3 separate regions of the Rattus norvegicus genome follow, and all the other regions are linked to region 2. Evidence: chromatin contacts called from public Hi-C data. All regions are on one chromosome and are shown on one strand. Each heading gives the region's core, a stretch centred on a gene start, on an enhancer-like site or on the middle of the called end of the contact. The rest is flanking DNA. Distances are from core to core; before and after follow the strand shown.

Evidence for each region. A called contact is a pair of places that touch in the nucleus more often than the background predicts.
Region 1: a Hi-C map of frontal cortex shows a contact between it and region 2, with 1.8 times the contacts expected there. The contact joins the promoter of Gsk3b here to the enhancer-like site in region 2. A contact is called at or near these places in 2 of 12 Hi-C or Micro-C datasets (Schwann cells and frontal cortex) and 1 of 1 datasets of contacts at active chromatin or transcription factors (oligodendrocytes).
Region 3: a Hi-C map of Schwann cells shows a contact between it and region 2, with 8 times the contacts expected there. The contact joins two enhancer-like sites. A contact is called at or near these places in 5 of 12 Hi-C or Micro-C datasets (the A7r5 cell line, Schwann cells, frontal cortex and 2 more).

The regions. Positions count from the first base shown.
Region 1 is chr11:76,151,893-76,154,592 of GRCr8, forward strand. It overlaps Gsk3b (glycogen synthase kinase 3 beta), which reads right to left and starts at 1,357. Exons shown (of 11, transcript NM_032080.1): 1 at 1,131-1,357. The coding sequence starts at 1,218.
Region 2 is chr11:76,543,326-76,546,111 of GRCr8, forward strand. No RefSeq gene overlaps it. Among named protein-coding and RNA genes, the nearest start is that of Ndufb4, 24 kb to the right of the region's middle. Within about 2 kb of position 1,451, at least 59 of the 93 cell types and tissues checked have an H3K27ac peak or open chromatin away from gene starts, as enhancers often do. A contact at or near this core is called in Schwann cells, where this site is marked.
Region 3 is chr11:76,040,852-76,043,657 of GRCr8, forward strand. All of the region lies in intron 7 of Gsk3b (glycogen synthase kinase 3 beta), which reads right to left. Among named protein-coding and RNA genes, the nearest start is that of Nr1i2, 77 kb to the left of the region's middle. Within about 2 kb of position 1,485, at least 2 of the 93 cell types and tissues checked have an H3K27ac peak or open chromatin away from gene starts, as enhancers often do. A contact at or near this core is called in Schwann cells, where this site is marked.

The sequences.
Region 1 (2,700 bases), core at 107-2,606, 390 kb before region 2:
AATACCATAGATATTTTGGCCAGAATCTGCAACTATGTTCTAATAAGCTGTCATGAAATACCACATAAACATCTCCACAAATAGATACATTTGAACACTGGATACTCGGTATACCAAACACTTCAAGAACACAGACTTTTTTTTTTTTTCAGCACAGATTCCCCAGCAAAAGACTGACAGATACTCATAGATACATTTTAAATCAGCCTAAAAAGGTATCCACTTGTACTCTTTAAAAAAAAAATTAACAAGTAATAAATGCAACACCACTTCAAAATTAAACTTAAATGACAGTCAGTGACAACACTTAACTTAGTATTTGGCAATATGGCAATACAACCTCAATCAAAAGTTGAATCTCCAAGTTACCTTTTGATTACACAAATTATATGGTGGCAGATTGGTAATGTCAAAACAGGAAGGTTAAGAGATAACACATTAAACCACTTAAAAATTAAAAACAATGCACTCAGAGATGCATCTGCTGCGGGATATTTCTCAGCTCCCACCAGCCCGGAGAAGAGTGAGGGATGGATACTAGCTCGCCTCCAACGGGAATGTGGGTTACCAAGCAAGTTCCTCCCCAGATTCAAAAATACTTTGTGTAGTCACACAGGCAAAAAGGAAATATTAGGAGGCTGGGGCATTTAGTATCTCTATTTAGAATGCAGACCCGTGATAACCTGAGCTAACTAAAATAAACCCCCTCATTCCAGAAGACACGGACTCGGCAAATGTACATCATGGTTTATTAATCAAGCGTTGTCCTCTTTATTCAAAGGGATGGGCAAGCGAAAGCTTCCACCGCTTAACCCGGAGGCACTGGGGCACTTGAAAAGACTGACTACCAACAGCACGGAGAACGTAAGAAAATAAGTTTCGAATCCAATCAGCCAAATAAAACTAATATTCTCTCAATTCAAGGTTAATGAGGCTGGGGGAGGGGGGTATGGGTATGGGAGGAGAAAAAGGAGCTGCCTCATCTTGAGTCAAGACAGGTTTTGCCCTTTTCCACTACCACTGGCTGACTGACTGTTCTATCAGGTCTGTTAGTTTAGATCCTGGTATTTCGAGGTTTCTTATCTTAATGGTGAGGTGGAGAAAGGGTGTAAAATAAAATCGATACTCACTGCTAACTTTCATGCTACCAAAAGCTGAAGGCTGCTGCACTGGCTTGCAGCTCTCCGCAAAGGAGGTGGTTCTCGGTCGCCCCGACATGATGGCTCTTCTCGATTCACCTTTTCCTTCCTTAATCCTTTTCTTCCTTTTGTTTTATGTTAGGGTACTAGGTTAATAATAAATGCAGCATTAAGTTCTCCCGCAAGAAAAAAAAAAAAAAGACTTCGTTCTCTTGGCCTTTCACTCCTTTTGTATAGCTATTTAAGAAGAAAAAAAAAAGGAGCTATGTATTTCTTCAAGACAGATCGGTACGGATATTTAACACATAGATGATTTAGAGCTGGGGGGAAAATATAATTCTTTCACCTCCCTTTCCTGGGAGAGGAGAAAAAGGGTGGAGTGGAATCCTTAAAAAATATATATATATCACGTGAACGAGGGCAAATACTTGATTGAAAATAAGTACTCTGAGTATTATATTTTCCTCGGGGATTTTTTTCCGAGTCAATGAAGAAGGGAAGCGGCGGAAGGATCACGAGCCTCACGCTTGAAGAGAAGGGGGATGGGAAGGAGGGAGGAGATGGCTCGGAGATGCGACGGCAAACGCTGCGGCTCCGGCAGCAGAGGGATCCGGCGGTCTGACGGCGGCGGCGGCCGGGTGAATCGGAGGGCAGCGCAGTCGCGAGTCAGTGGCGGGCGGTGGCGGCGGCGGCTCCTCTCCTCATTGCGCCAGGAGCAGCTGCAGGCGGTGGCTGGATCCAGCGGCCATGGCGGCAGCGGCGGCGGAGGCAGCTCCCTTCAGACCCCAGGCAGCGGCTCCCTGACTGCTCCCCATACGCCGGGGACATGGGAACCAGGCAACCGCTTCCGTCCCTCGGGGTCCCCTCCCCCGTCCGCGGCCCCGGCACGGCCGGCCTCCGCCCCTCGCCTCTGCTGAGCGGCTGCTCGGGAAGTGTCCGCGCTGTGCCCCGAGCCCGAAGCCCTGTCAGCGGCTGCAGGGACGGCTCCTCCTCGCTGCCTTCCTTCCTTTGTCACTCGGCCCAGGCGGCGGCGACGGCGGCGACACAAGCCCGCATTCGGCCGGGTCGGGGGCTGCTCTGTGCGAGGCGCGCCGTCTGCGCAGTCGCCTAGCCCTTCCCCACTCCCCCCTCCCCCTTCCTACTCGTCCTCCGCCTCCTTCCTCCCCCACCCAGCCTTACACCGCCCAGCGCCCCGCCGCCCGCGTAACAGGCGTCTGGGAATCGCTCGCCGAGCCCGCGCCCGCCAGCTTCGGCTGTGGAGCCGAAACCTAAGCTGGAACCAATCAAAGACGTCGTTTGCTTGCAGCTCCGGCCGGAAAAAGCCGAGCGGCCTAAATAACCAATGAGGAGACGCCGCTGGGAGACCACGCCCCGGCAACGAGGAATGCCGAAGGTAGCCGAAAAGAGGGAAAGAGGGTTCGCCTTGTTCTGTGGCTGGCTGGAGAAAAGATTCGACAATAGCGACAGTGGCCAATCGGAGCTCTAGGCCCGCAGGGGGAAGCCTGAAGAGTTAAGGACAGCGAAACTCCCGAGTCGCGGGAGGAACTACTCGGCTGGGCAC
Region 2 (2,786 bases), core at 201-2,700:
CCTATTTCTCTCTACTTCGTACCTGGATCTTACACTTACCCTGTTAGCTTTTGGAACTAGGGAGTAAGAGCAGTCACCGAGTACTGAGCATGGCAAGGACGCGGTTACACAAGACCTCAGCTTCCGGCCTTGGTTCCTGGAGGGAGCTAGCATGCCTAACTTGAAGGGTATTGCGCCCTATCCAATCTCATTAGTTTCTTCCTCTCAGGGACTCACGTGACTATTATTGGAATGGGAGGCGGGGCCATGGAATTCATATGGCCATAAATTAGGAGGCCGCAATGCTCATACCACCACAGCATCAGGTTTGAGAGAACCTCCCTTCACAGTGCCTCTTAAATCTTCAGACCAAACAGCTTCTGGTCATGGGTAAGCTATGCCAGTCGACTGTCATCTAACCTTCTGGCATTTAACAAACATTCTTAGCCATGTTTTCTAGATTCCCTAGGGCCCAAAAGCCCAGGGAGAATGTAATCTCTATTTTCCTCAAAGATACACACACACACTCACACCAGTAATTTTAAGTTTGGAGAGAAATACAATGAGTGTTTTCCTAAGAGAAATTTTCTGTGAATAAAGATAGGTACTTGACCGAAGTGTGGTGCATACTTTTAATCCTATCCCTTAGGAGAAGGCAAAAATCAGGGACACGAGGATATCCATAGATACTTAGTGAGTTCAAGGAGGCCAACCTGGGCTATGTGAGGCCTTATCTCAAAACAAAACCAAAAGGAAAAAGGAAGTCCTTCTGGCCCACACCCACCCAGGGAACCCAAACCTCACAGGTCAAGGGAGATTGAGGCACAGGGCAGATTTCCATTTTTTTTTATCTGGACTACAACAGTCCCTGACTCTAAAAATTCCATCATGCTCTAGAACTGTTCGAGAGACCAGTGTTCAAAAATCAGAAAGCCAGTAACTGGAGTTAACCGTTGTAAGCTGGCAGTGCCTTCTCTGAAAGACCCAGTCTCCGTAGCTAGTGAGGTAGTCAAGTCACCCAACAGCTGCTTTGTGTTGGCAAAGGGCCGCTTAATGTAAAGACAATAACGTGAAAGATGTGACCGCACAGCCACGTGGTGGCGGACTTCGCCATCTTTGCTTACCAACATGTTTTAGATTGTATTCAAAGTGCCAGGCTTTGGTGTATTTCAGAGTTCTGTCTGGGGGTGGGCTCATCCCCCACACATTTTTCATAGTTTGTACTAGTGACTCGAGGATAGTGCAGAGAAACAAAGAAACTGAAGAGACAGGAAAGGGAGGAAGACAAAAGCAAGGCAGGGAGGCTAAGAGAGCCTGGGAAACCAACTTGAGACTTAGGAGGAGGGGGCGGGCGGGGAGTTTGATTCTACAGACTCCGGAAAGCCTATTAAGGCGCCCTGGGAGAAGCTCGCAGGGTGGGGATCAGGCCGTCCTGGTTGAAGCCTCTCGGAATTAAGAGCTGAAAGAGAAATCACAAAGGCTCATTGTTTTATTTGTGCCTCGACTTGGCTCCTGACCATTGGATCGCTGGAGTTCTGATAAACGCCCTGAGCTCCCCCTACTGGCTACTCTGAAGAACCTCACCATCCGGATCCCAAGAGAAATAGGATTACGTAACCCAGCTTTGGCTACTTAAGACTTTTTTTTTTCCTTTCCCAAGGTCTTGGCTTTTCCAAATCCTGCTGCCTAATGCCAGAGCTTGTCTGATTGCCAAGGTCCTAAGGCCCAGAGGAGGCATCTATGAAGGGCCCATGCTGATGGGAGGGCATGCAGGAGGGTGAACAAACATTTTTCTTGAATACGTGTCGCGCAAGTAAGTGCTGCAAATATGCCTGAAAGGGGGACTTTTTCTGGACTTTCATCTGCTTGCCTCAAATATGACGCTGGTACTAAACAAGACCTCTATGCTTAGGGGGTGGGCCTGCCCAGTCTAGGTTGGAGGCCATCCAAAATAAGTCCTAAGGTGAACCCAACTCCACAGTAGCCAAGGCACGCCCGGCTCTCCTTGCCTTCCCTCTTCCCTCCGTCTTCAGATCTGCGAGAGAGGAAAAAAAAAACCTGCAAGGAGCAGAATGTTCTCTGAGAGATAGAAAAATATCTCTCTCTCTCTCTCTCTCTCTCTCTCTCTCTCTCTCTGTCTCTCCTCCTTCCTTCCTTTTCTTCCTCCCCTCCCTCTCCCCCTCTTCCTCTCCCCTCCCCCTCTTTGTCTCCCCCTCCCTTCCTGCCTCTCTCCCTCTTCTCCTCTCCTTAAGGTTGCTATTAAACAAGGCAGAAGCCCTGCTCTTCCTAAAGGACACAAAGGCGAGACTTCTGTATGGGAAATGCAAGTCCAGAGGCCGGGAGCAGCGGTTGAGGGAGAGACAAAGAAGGACCCACAGCACTGGAGCAACAGGAACAAGATAGGAGTCTGCAGCTATAGACTGGGGCGGCCACACCCGCGGGGAGTGGTCCTGGGTCAGCAAGGGAGACCACTGGGCAATAGGCAGTGGATATGAGCATCACGTGAAGGAGGGGCAGATTTTCAGATGTTCGACTAGGATGCTTGTTCCCCATAAAGGACCTTCCTATGACCACCCCCCTCTTCTCTTCAGAGGTCAGAACCCAAACCTCTCCTTCAAAAATCAGCAACTTACTGGGGAGAGGCACAGTGGCAGAGGCCAGCCTGGTCTGCAAAGTGAGAACCAGTCCCAAAACAAAACAAGCAACTTTTCTTTCATAAAAGAGCTATGCCTCTCTCGGGGCAAAAATAAAATGTCCCTAAAACATTGTTTAGGTCGGTAGCATGAGGTTATTTTTAAAGGCTCTGG
Region 3 (2,806 bases), core at 235-2,734, 500 kb before region 2:
CGGATTTTGTGAAAGCTTTTTAGTTTACATTTATACAACCATGCTATAATACCAGACTAATGTTCTAGGATAAGAATGTTAAAAATCTGAGTCATAAAAATATTACTAGGAAAGATTCCAGGGACTAACTAACATACTAGTTAAGAACACAATCATCTGTAACCCTTGTCCCAGAAGATCCTATAATATCAACTAGACTTTGACGGCACCAAGCGCTCCCATATGCTCACACAGTTCTGTAAAACATCCATGCACATAAAATAAATAATTTTAGAAAATCTGAGCAACCCCCCAGCTTCCTTCCCAGCACTGTATCCCAACACTGATCTTAGCTGCTCTACATGTGAAAAGTGACACTCAAGTTGGCGAGGCCTAACAATGCTGTGGTCGGGTGTTGGTGGCAGGTTCATCATTTCACGCAATCACTGAACATTTAGAGTATCGCTACATAAAAGAAACTACCTGAAGACCTAGAGAAGACATAAAGAACAGGAGAACTCATATAGCATTTTATTAAAACAAACAATACCAGGCAAAGTAAACTGAGCACTTCATTGCCTCCAGAGCCGCAGAAGACAGGTCTAAGGAGAAGCACTATGCACAGACACAGACACGCACACACATACAGAAACACACATGATTTTACACGTTACTTTCATTACCGTAGAGCCCAGTATGAAATGGGCTTGTCTGTTTACTGAGACAGTATGTCCATAGATAGCCCTGGCTAGTCTGAAATTCAGAGATCTTCCCAATGCTCTGAGTACTGGGCTTAATGTATCATTACTACCAGCTGAAACAAATCTGTTGAAATAAAATATTACACTATTTACAAGTTAGTGAGAGTTTCACAGGAGAGTAATATAATATTAAATATTTAATTTGTGCTTGCAACCAACAATCAGGTGTAGTTCTACAAACATTCAGAACAAGTGGATTTAAAAAGCAAAAAGAAACAAAAAACCAGTCTTACTATGTAGGCCTTGCTGGCCTGGAACTCACTGATTATCTGCCTGTACCTGACTCCTGAGTGCTGGGATTAAAAGCACACAGCATCATGACGAAGCCAAATTCCTTAGTTTTTTGTTGGTTTTAATTCTCTAGACATCATTAAAACTTTCATAATGTCATTGACTTTTTAATTAGATTTTTCTTCAAAAGATACTCAAGTCAAAGACTGAGATACACGATTATAAAACACATGTTTTCAACATATGTGCACTGTGTTAGGAACTCTAATGATTCTCAAAATACTGAAGAGACAACTGCACTCGCAGGCTTATAGCTTTACAATATATGAGACCTTGGAATGGCCGGATATAGGGAAAGATGTCATGCACACACAATGGAGTATTATTCTGCCATAAGACAAACGGACTTCTGTCACTAGCATCGTGAAAAGGACATTATAAAGGACACTGTAATAAACTAAGTCAGCCATGGAAAAACAAGTAGCACATGCTCTGCTTCTTTGGAAGCCATAGACTGAGTTGTCACACACTCAGCTTTTACATCTGCAGAGTCTCCTGAAGGACACTGACTCATGCTACTTTGTAACAGTGGAACAAAGCCTACACGGTCATGAATGAGGCTCCTTAGCCATGAGTGTTGGTTGGAAGTCAACTGATGGGGTTTTTGTTTGATTTTAACTTTTAGAGCATGCACTTGCGACATTTACGAAGCTTTAGTTATAAACTTGCAGGCTGTCATTAAAAACTGTATCATTTTAAAAACCAATAAAGCATATAATGAAATTCCTCAGCACACTTTACTCACAGCCCTGCAACCCTGAATGTGAGGATCCTCAATGGGACGAAAAGATCTGAACATCACAAAGTGTTCCAGATGAAATAGTGAACTAGAGTCATTTTCCCACTCCCGTGATTAGTTGTTACATCTTAAAACAAAGCTATTTCTAGGATGTTTTTGCTGTTGGTCATGGTGATTTTAATAAGCCAGTTATGATGAAACATTAGGGAGCAAATTTTATATTAATGTGTATTTCTAGGCTGGGTGTGATGGCAATTGCCTTTAATTCCAGCACTCAGGAAGCAGAAGCAACAGGAGTTCAAGGTCATCCTTGGTCCACATAGCAAGTTCTAGGCCAGCAACGCTTGTCTTTCTACACTTTATCATGAAGGGTTATAGAGATCAGCAGACTCTGGATAACTAGCTGAGAGATCTTCTCATCCACAGGTTAGTGTATGTTTGTCCTAGAAAGGGTGAGAGTGAACAGCATAGGCGTGTAAGCCATGCTTCCTGTCACTCACCTGGCTCAGCTGTCGCTGCACAGAAGCACTCATTAGCAAAGCTTATGCTCACCATGGGCACAGACTGTAGTCAGGCTGGGCTCCATGTTGCTTCATACAGTTTTAGGCATGAAAACTGGAGGCCTAAATGAGTATCTTTTCAGAGGTAAAAGCTAGCTAGAGATAAAGTGGCGACAGAATCTGATGCTTTCCAGGGGAACACCAGTTTTAGGGGGTGATTTCAGAGAGTCTAATTATAAGGTTATTAGGAAATTAAGTGATTCAGTTTCTAATTTCAGAGGTTGTGAAAAATGCTTAGGTTATTAAATCACAAAGAAGACTTGGAAAGAAAACCATCTAGGAAGAGCCCCCCACAAAGTGGTGGGTATTGGGTATAGGAGAATGGCTTGGTGCTGTTTGTATTCAAAATGCTAAACTCTGAACCCCAAGATCTGGTAGCTCCAAGATGAGCAGATTCTCACATATACCAGCTTTTGTTGTGTAAACCTTGCTCACTAAGTTATCGATGACTGGTTAACACAGATGCAGACAGTGGG